Linked DNA regions of Mus musculus: all the other regions are linked to region 1. A link is a contact called in public HiChIP or PLAC-seq data. All regions are on one chromosome and are shown on one strand. Each heading gives the region's core, a stretch centred on a gene start, on an enhancer-like site or on the middle of the called end of the contact. The rest is flanking DNA. Distances are from core to core; before and after follow the strand shown. Region 1 holds the start of Fgf12 (fibroblast growth factor 12). Region 2 has its middle 14 kb from the start of Gm32356. Region 3 has its middle 57 kb from the start of Gm32356.

Region 1 (2,558 bases), core at 26-2,525:
TGTGTGTGCTTCTCTTGGGGGTGGGGGGTGGGGTGGGTAGGGACTGGACACAGCAGACCCAGGCTGCAGTTCCCTCACTCTGCCTCTGTGAATTTCTCATCCAAACCTCAATCACGTAGGATTGCGTAGAGAGGAGAAAAGGGGAGAGACAGAGACAGAGAGGGGGGAGAAGGGTGTCGGGGGGGGGGGTGGAGGAAGGAGAGAGTCTGGGAGCAGTGGGCGCGAGAAAAGGGAGCAAGACTCAAGCGCGGCTCTTTCCAGCTCTCCACAAGCCCAGCCCCTAATTCAGTCCCACCAGGAAAGCTTCCCAGCTCCTTAAGAGCCAGAGTAACTCCAACCTCTGCTTGCTCCCTGTCCCACTCGCCTTCTCAGAGGCTGCTGTCGGCTCTGCCTGGAGTTTCCTGCGGAGCTAGCGCTTTGGGGGAGACAGCCCGCGGCGGCGCCCCGAGCTTCTGCCCATGAATGGGACTCCGCCCTGAGCGCCCCCTCCCGGTCTAGGGGAGGCGGCGGGGGGCGCCCCGCGATCCCGCGGCTCCCAGCCGCCGCCAGCGCAGCAAGTTGGGCTAGTTGGTGGCCGCCGGCACCTGCCTCCTGTCCCCGGCCCCAGAGTCCGCTCCCGGCCCGGGGAGTCCAGGTGGCACGCGCGGCTACCTCCCGCAGTCTCCCAGGGCGGCCTAGGGAACCTGCCTGCGCCCGGGCACCAGACCATGGTGGGCAGCTGCGACCCAGAGCCGCAGCCGCCGCGAGCCGACGTCGCCCTCCACCAGCCCCCGCCCCACCCGAGCGGACGCGCGGGGGCTCGCAGCGCGCGGTCACTTCCTTCCACGGCCGGGATGGGCGGCGCGGGACCGAGCGAGCGGCCCAGCGGCGGCCGGGTAACCCCTATCTGAGCTGCGGCCGGGAGCTGTCGACCGCCGGGGCGTGTGAGCCTGGGGTCCCGGAGGCGCGGCGATGACCTGATCCCAAGTCCGCCAGGGCGCCCGTCCCTCGCTGCCCAGGTCGCTCGGAGCCTGTGCGGAGACCGGCTTGGTGCGGCGGCTCGGGCGCACGGTGGCAGGGAGCTCCGGTGAAAGGCGTGTGGGCGCCGAGCTGGGGAGGACACCTTCGGCAGCTTTGCCTTTGGAGGGGCTTCTGTAAACTACTGAGTCATTCCAGATTTAGGATTTCCTAAATAATCACCAACTGTGCCCGTCTCATGCCGGAACGCAGGCAGTGAGAGCGGGAGCGCCTGCTCTCGGGACCCCGCGGATCCCCGGGGTGCTTGGCCCTCGAGGATCTCCCTCTCTCCCTCCCCCTCCCTCGTCTCCCGCTCTCTTTGCAGTGCTGCTGGAGGAGAGGCGCGCTCACCGCAGCTGGAAACAGCTGCACCCCCCCTCCCGCCCCGCCCCGCGCCCCTACCCCGAGTCTGGTTAACCGCTCCCACTTCTCGCCTCTTGGAATTCTAGAAGTGGGGGTGCCGGCCCCCGGAGAACCGCAGCCGGTGCGATGCATTTCGTAGACCTCACCCAGCTGGGACGGACCTCCTAATCTTCAGAACCGCGGGCCACAGGGAGTTAAATTGCTGCCTTCCTCTTCTCTGTCGCGGTTGGTGGTTCGTTTTCTAAAGGAACGTTTTATTCACTTTTTACTATATATATTTTTAAGCTGGGGGCTCGCTTCTAGCCTCGGTCCAGACTCTGCCTTGTAAACGGGTTTCTATGTATATATGTGTAGGTATACTTTGGACACCTTACAACGCTTGCGCCTCTCCAACCGGGGCACAGCTTGTTATTTTGGACATCTTTTCCCCCCTTTCCACTTGGTACCCTGAACGCAGTGTGACCAAACTCCCTACTGCCCTTTGGACGTGGATCGCTTTGGGGTGCAAGTTTGGGGTGCAAACGTCTACTTCGCAAGAAGGCCTGGGACCGCCCCGCCCCCGCCGCCAGTGGTTGGGGAAGTTTACATCCGGATTTTCACACGTTTTGTTGCCACTGCCCAGACTCTGACTAACCTTGTGGGCTCCAGGTTTTCGATACTGCAACCTCCTCAAATATTAGCACTGCCTCCCCGCGCCTGTCCTATTCCTCCAGGCCCCCGAGGTCCTGCCCTCATCCCGGCGGAGCAGGAACCCGAGGGCGCAGTGGAGCCCGGGGCCTCGGGCCCGCGCTGAGCAGCTATGGCTGCGGCGATAGCCAGCTCCTTGATCCGGCAGAAGCGGCAGGCGAGGGAGTCCAACAGCGACCGGGTGTCGGCCTCCAAGCGCCGCTCCAGCCCCAGCAAAGACGGGCGCTCCCTGTGTGAGAGGCACGTCCTCGGGGTGTTCAGCAAAGTGCGCTTCTGCAGCGGCCGCAAGAGGCCAGTGAGGCGGAGACCAGGTTAGTAGCAGTCAAATCAGTGGGCTCCCCAGAGGCTGACGCCCCCCATCCCCTTCCTTCAAAGCTTCTGGGAATTGCTCATGGATGGGAATCAGAATTCCTTTCTTCCATGCTGGCCCACCTTCTTTCAACAACCCTGTGTCAGTTAATAGCTTGTCCCATATTCGGGAAAACACTTTCTGCTTTCATCCACCGACAGTC
Region 2 (2,558 bases), core at 25-2,524, 990 kb after region 1:
ATCATTTGTTTGGCATTATCAGAAGTGATGATGTTGAATATACTTTTAAAATATCCAAGGACATGGACAGAGTGACACAGAATTGGTAGAGATGAAAGATATACAGAAAGAGGCAGAAGAAAAGGGGGTCTGTGAATTCATGAGAATATAGAAACAGAAAGGGGAGCTGTGGCTAAATGGGTACATAAATAGCAGCAGAAAAAAATGGGAGCAAAGAATCATATAGACACAGGAAGAGAAATGTGGATGATACAAACATAGAAGCAGAGATAAATGGGAGAAGTGATGCATAACATATAAATACATGGAAACAGAAGTAGATGGGTGAAATATACATAGGTAGATAGCTATAGATAGAAAAATAAGCAAAGAAATAAAACATAGGGACAAAGATAGTTAAATTTAGGGCTAACATAGGTACCTAGATATAGAGAGTTGAAATTCTTTGTTGTATATCAATTTACTAATTATAAAAATTTACTTCATAATTATTTATGATACCTAACTCTATCAAAGTTTTCAAAATCAGAAATATTCTGTATGTAGCTTCTATAAATCCACAGAATTTCTTCCCTCTCTTTAGTTACCATTATTGAATTTTCTTATTATAGGCAATTGTATATCATTATTTATTATATATAAATATGAACATCATCCTTCTACTCAACTCTCGGATATGTGATAGAAACTCCATCTATTTTTCCAGTATACCCTGCAGATTATTATGCAACTAAGATATTCCTCAGTAGTTTGTATGGCTAACGGATATTTGATAGCATATTTTCTAATTTTTATGTAAAGTAATAAAATCAAGTTTCACTCATGAATACACAGAATATAGTTTTCCTAAAACAAAGTACCAAGAATGGCCCTTAGCTGTAGCACAGCTGAGTTCCTATCTTCACAGAGAATTACAAAAGCATGCGTCTGTCAGAATTAACAGTGTAACTCTTAGAAACTACCAGTGAATGAGCCCCTAATTGACTACACAATATAAAGCTGCCAACCCTAAAGTCATATATACAGAAGCAACACTGAATCTATTGGGGTAGGGAGGATTCATGTTTCTGTAATACCCAGCTGCTTTTGTTTTGTTTGCATGTCAAAGCATGAAACCCAGATACAATAACACTAGTTATTTCCTCCCCTAAAATGAAGGAGAAATGTACCTACATGTATTTTAATGCTAATCGGGTCTCCTAAAACTGTTTGCACACGAGGGTCTGCATGTATTTTCTTGGAACCTGTCCCCACTTAATTCTGATTGGTAAATAAAGTTGTCAGCAGCCAATAGCTGGAGAAGAGAGACATAGGCAGGGTTTAGCTGCCCATGGGGTAGAGAAGCAAGGAGTATGCCCTGGGCTCTGGGCCAAGAAAATGGCCCAAATGGCTGACTGGATTTAGGAGCAGCCAAGACATAGAAATCAGTAACTAGGAACTCAGAGTACAGTGGGAGGTAGATGCTAACAGCATGGAGGGCAGGCAGTTGACCAGTCAGCACGCTGCTTAAGGTATATTAAAGTATAAAGGCTATGTCTGGGTATGTGTGTCTTTCATTTGGGAACATAAAACACTGAGGTGGGTAGTAACTCCATGCTGGGATTTATTAATAAATTATACTGCAGTGAAATCATTTCAAACTCTTAATCCTAGTTTGGAAGTTCAAAGTTCTGCTAAGTCTCAGGTGTGGGGCACCACCTTACACAAATTAGAGATGCTTTTATGATTTACATTTTGAACTTTTTGAAATTTCTCTGTGCATGTTGCTTGTGTTTAACCCAAAAGCACAAAAGTGACAAGATTCTGCTAGTATTTTGAAAATATTTATTGGTACCATTTTATCAAAAGAAAAAAAAAATAAAAATTGCTTTGATGTCCTTGGTGATTTGGTAAATATGAGACTATATCTGATTTAATATATGGATGACTTTAAGATACAACGAGAGTATTTGACTTCGTATACATCCCACATCTGCAGAGGGATGTCAACACTCACAATGACCTGGACCTTCTCACAATAATTGTGAATCAAACAAATGCTCCCATCAGGGACTTGCCTAAGGATAATCTGATGGGGACATTTCCTCAGTCAAGGCCTCTCTTCTTAGCTGACTGTAGTGTCTGTCAGGTTGACAAAAAGTGAACCAGTATAATTTCCTATTAGATTTGCTGGAGAAGAAATTAACTGCAGAGGATCCCCAGGGGTATTTAACAGTAAAGTCAGTAGTAACCGAAAAAGCATTGGGCTTTTAAAAGATTTCTGAACGCTTTTATACCAGTTGTCTAGACAGTAAGATTAAAGGACAACTCTTACATGGATAAAATACTGTCGAGATGTTAGTGAGCTGATGGTTCCATTTCCTCACAACTCACTTATGTTTCAACAAGACAGGGTGATTTGTACTGAGACAAGTTTAGTCATGAGGGTTACTGTGTGAACCTTCACAGAATGTATCACCTCTGTCAACAAACATCACACACAAAATAGAGGTACTTTTATGACTTACATTCTGAACTATTTGTTGAAATTTTTACTCTACAGTGTACTGGTATGCATT
Region 3 (2,558 bases), core at 44-2,543, 920 kb after region 1:
ATAGTGAATAACTTTGGTGAAATTTAGGTGAAGTTTTGCCCAATGTACATTTTTCCAGGCTATTTTTCTTCAAACACCTAGGATTCTGGAATACTGATCTGTCTCTCTTTCCATTTTCTGACCTTCAGTTTCCTAAATATAATTACCTCCAACCTAAAAATCAGCCTGGGTCAAATCTTTACATGGAAAGAACAGAACCACAGTGCTCTAAGTAAAACCTATTTACTACGGCTGTCCTCAGTTGTCTAAATAAAGCTCCTATTGTTAAGTTTTTATAGAAGATATACAGCCACTTCTTTTTTAACCATGCTCTGGGTAGCTCTTTATTCTCCAACATTTGATAGTAGAAGAATAAACATGTATGATTATGTATACACAAGCATATGTAATTCAAAGGTGTGTCATGTGCATATAATAACATACTTAGTAAATGCATGTAAACATGCAACATGTATAGAAATAATACTCAAGCAGAGATTTCTATACAGATATTAGAGAACATACATCTTAGCCTTGGTTCTAACTAGGCTTACAACATTGCCTCTCATTTCTCGGCTGAGGCACACTCTGTATCCTATTCCTGATAGAATGGTCCATCTTCCCATCCTCAAGAACCCAGGTAGAACATTCCAGAAGCTTATCCCATCAGTCTCAACCAGCCCTGCAAAGTTCATAGAATGGCTATAAAAACACAGGGGAATCCTCCCTCCTGATTTCTTTCTCTGAGACCCCCAACCACACCCGTTAGCTGTACCGAGCTGCTACTGAAGGATTAGATGTCAACCTCACAAAATTGATTTATCATTGAAGATGATAACACACCTCGAATCTGTTCCAGGGCCTAGCATTTTGCTAGCAGCTAAAACACCTCTTAATGCACAGAGGTCCTTTCTATTACTTCAGTACAAAATAAATAAATAAATAAAAAATCCAAGTTAGAGACCAATTCCATTCCATGGGGCTTGAAAACTGTAAAAACATGAGCTATTGTCGTTATTTGAGAAACAAAGTTTAGTGCTGTGCAAAGAACACAGAGAAAGCTGCCCACGCGCATCCTGCCACCGTTGATTAGGAAGTTTTAATGCTATGTAAGAACACGGAGAGACATGATGAAGCCACAAGCAGGATCTGATTTCTATCACCGTGGGTAAACCAGCTTGCTCACTGTCATTTTACAAGATCTCTCTAGGCAGCAGGCAGGATGGAGCAGGCGACCTCTAAGTGTCCTTCCTCAGCCTGCAGCAGCAGTCAGACAAAGCCTGTGCCTTCTAACGCTGGCAGCCTGCAGGCGCTGAGCCAGAAGAACTCCTTGGTCCTCCCCTGGGAAGGGCTTCCCTGGCTGCTGAGCCAAGGAGGCTGCAGGCAGGAGCGGGGGCGGCTCTCCCACGCAGCTCCCCAGATACTAGGCTAGCGCTGCCTTCCCACCATCAATAATGTAGTCTTTTGTCAGCAATAAATTCCCTCCAAAATTAATGAAACAGCCCTTTTAAATTCTCCTGTCAGTGCCTCATGCAGCAGGGAGCTGGGCTAGGCTTCCTGCTCTCTAAATAAATATAAAAGCCTTATAAATTTTCTCAAGGCAGACTCTCACTTGCTGGGCCACGGTCTAATCTCCTCAGCTGCCTACAGAAGTCAGCAGCAAGATGGAAAACAGACTCCCTCTGTTATGCACACAGACTTCACAACCCAGTGCAGATATCTATCCATGTCTACCCTCCAGCTCATCTCCAGGCCAATTGAACTAGAGGCTAGCTAACACCTAGGACAGTGTATTGCAACCTACGGGTTGAAGAACCCTTTCACATGGCTCACGTAAGACCATTGGAAAACACAGATATTTACATTTTGACTCAAAACAGTTGCAACATTACTGTTATGAAGTAGCAACGAAATGATTTAATGCCTGGGGGTCACCACAACATGGGAAACTGTATTAAAGGGCCCCAGTATTTAGGAAGGGTGAGGACCACTGAATTCGGTCGGATACTGAAGCATGGATGCTTTAGATGTCTTCTATGCTAGCACCCCTCCTTCTCCAGCAAAACAAACTAAAGCTCAGATGAAGACATAGCACAGGTTATGGCTGACTGTCCTATATCATGAATTGGAGTGGCTCAAAATTGAATATAAATAGTGTCCTCAGAGAGCTAAAAATTGATGGTACCCAAGTACGGCCACTGATACTGTGGCTGCTGCTGCCTTTGCCACTCTGTGTCTACTTCACACAGCCATAGCCACTACGCATCAAGCTTCTAGATTCAAGACCCAGAAGCAGAAATGCTATGTTGGCAGAACTCAACAGTCTACTCTTGTAGGTTTCAACAGGAGCTTGCTGAACAACTGATTGGCCCACATAAGCAGCGGCCTTGCCCTGTAGAGAGAAACATGGACTTTAAACATAGAGTGCTCAGTCACTCTCCTGAGAAGGAGCATTGTAAATGAGGAGGTCTACACCTCAGTTCCTCAACTTAGAATTGCTTTCCTAATAGTATGTCTTACAGGTTGCTGTGGGGAAGGAAAATGAACTCAATACGAGCAAAGCACTCTGGGTAGTATTT

The links. HiChIP or PLAC-seq counts read pairs in DNA pulled down with a chosen protein or histone mark.
Region 2: an H3K4me3 HiChIP or PLAC-seq map of embryonic basal ganglia shows a contact between it and region 1, with 5 times the contacts expected there. The contact joins the enhancer-like site here to the promoter of Fgf12 in region 1. A contact is called at or near these places in 4 of 39 promoter capture datasets (cranial neural crest, frontonasal cranial neural crest, maxillary cranial neural crest and 1 more), 2 of 484 Hi-C or Micro-C datasets (both in cerebral cortex), 11 of 115 datasets of contacts at active chromatin or transcription factors (SST interneurons, VIP interneurons, craniofacial prominence and 8 more) and 2 of 9 other capture datasets (embryonic tail and embryonic trunk).
Region 3: an H3K4me3 HiChIP or PLAC-seq map of neural tube shows a contact between it and region 1, with 7 times the contacts expected there. The contact joins the enhancer-like site here to the promoter of Fgf12 in region 1. A contact is called at or near these places in 5 of 39 promoter capture datasets (cranial neural crest, frontonasal cranial neural crest, hippocampal neurons and 2 more), 1 of 484 Hi-C or Micro-C datasets (cerebral cortex) and 10 of 115 datasets of contacts at active chromatin or transcription factors (SST interneurons, VIP interneurons, astrocytes and 6 more).

What each region holds. Positions count from the first base shown.
Region 1 is chr16:28,444,792-28,447,349 of GRCm38.p6, reverse strand. It overlaps Fgf12 (fibroblast growth factor 12), which reads left to right and starts at 1,275. Exons shown (of 5, transcript NM_183064.5): 1 at 1,275-2,357. The coding sequence starts at 2,159.
Region 2 is chr16:27,452,392-27,454,949 of GRCm38.p6, reverse strand. No RefSeq gene overlaps it. Among named protein-coding and RNA genes, the nearest start is that of Gm32356, 14 kb to the left of the region's middle. Within about 2 kb of position 1,274, at least 4 of the 459 cell types and tissues checked have an H3K27ac peak or open chromatin away from gene starts, as enhancers often do. A contact at or near this core is called in embryonic basal ganglia, where this site is marked.
Region 3 is chr16:27,522,731-27,525,288 of GRCm38.p6, reverse strand. No RefSeq gene overlaps it. Among named protein-coding and RNA genes, the nearest start is that of Gm32356, 57 kb to the right of the region's middle. Within about 2 kb of position 1,293, at least 85 of the 459 cell types and tissues checked have an H3K27ac peak or open chromatin away from gene starts, as enhancers often do. A contact at or near this core is called in SST interneurons, VIP interneurons, cerebral cortex and 5 more, where this site is marked.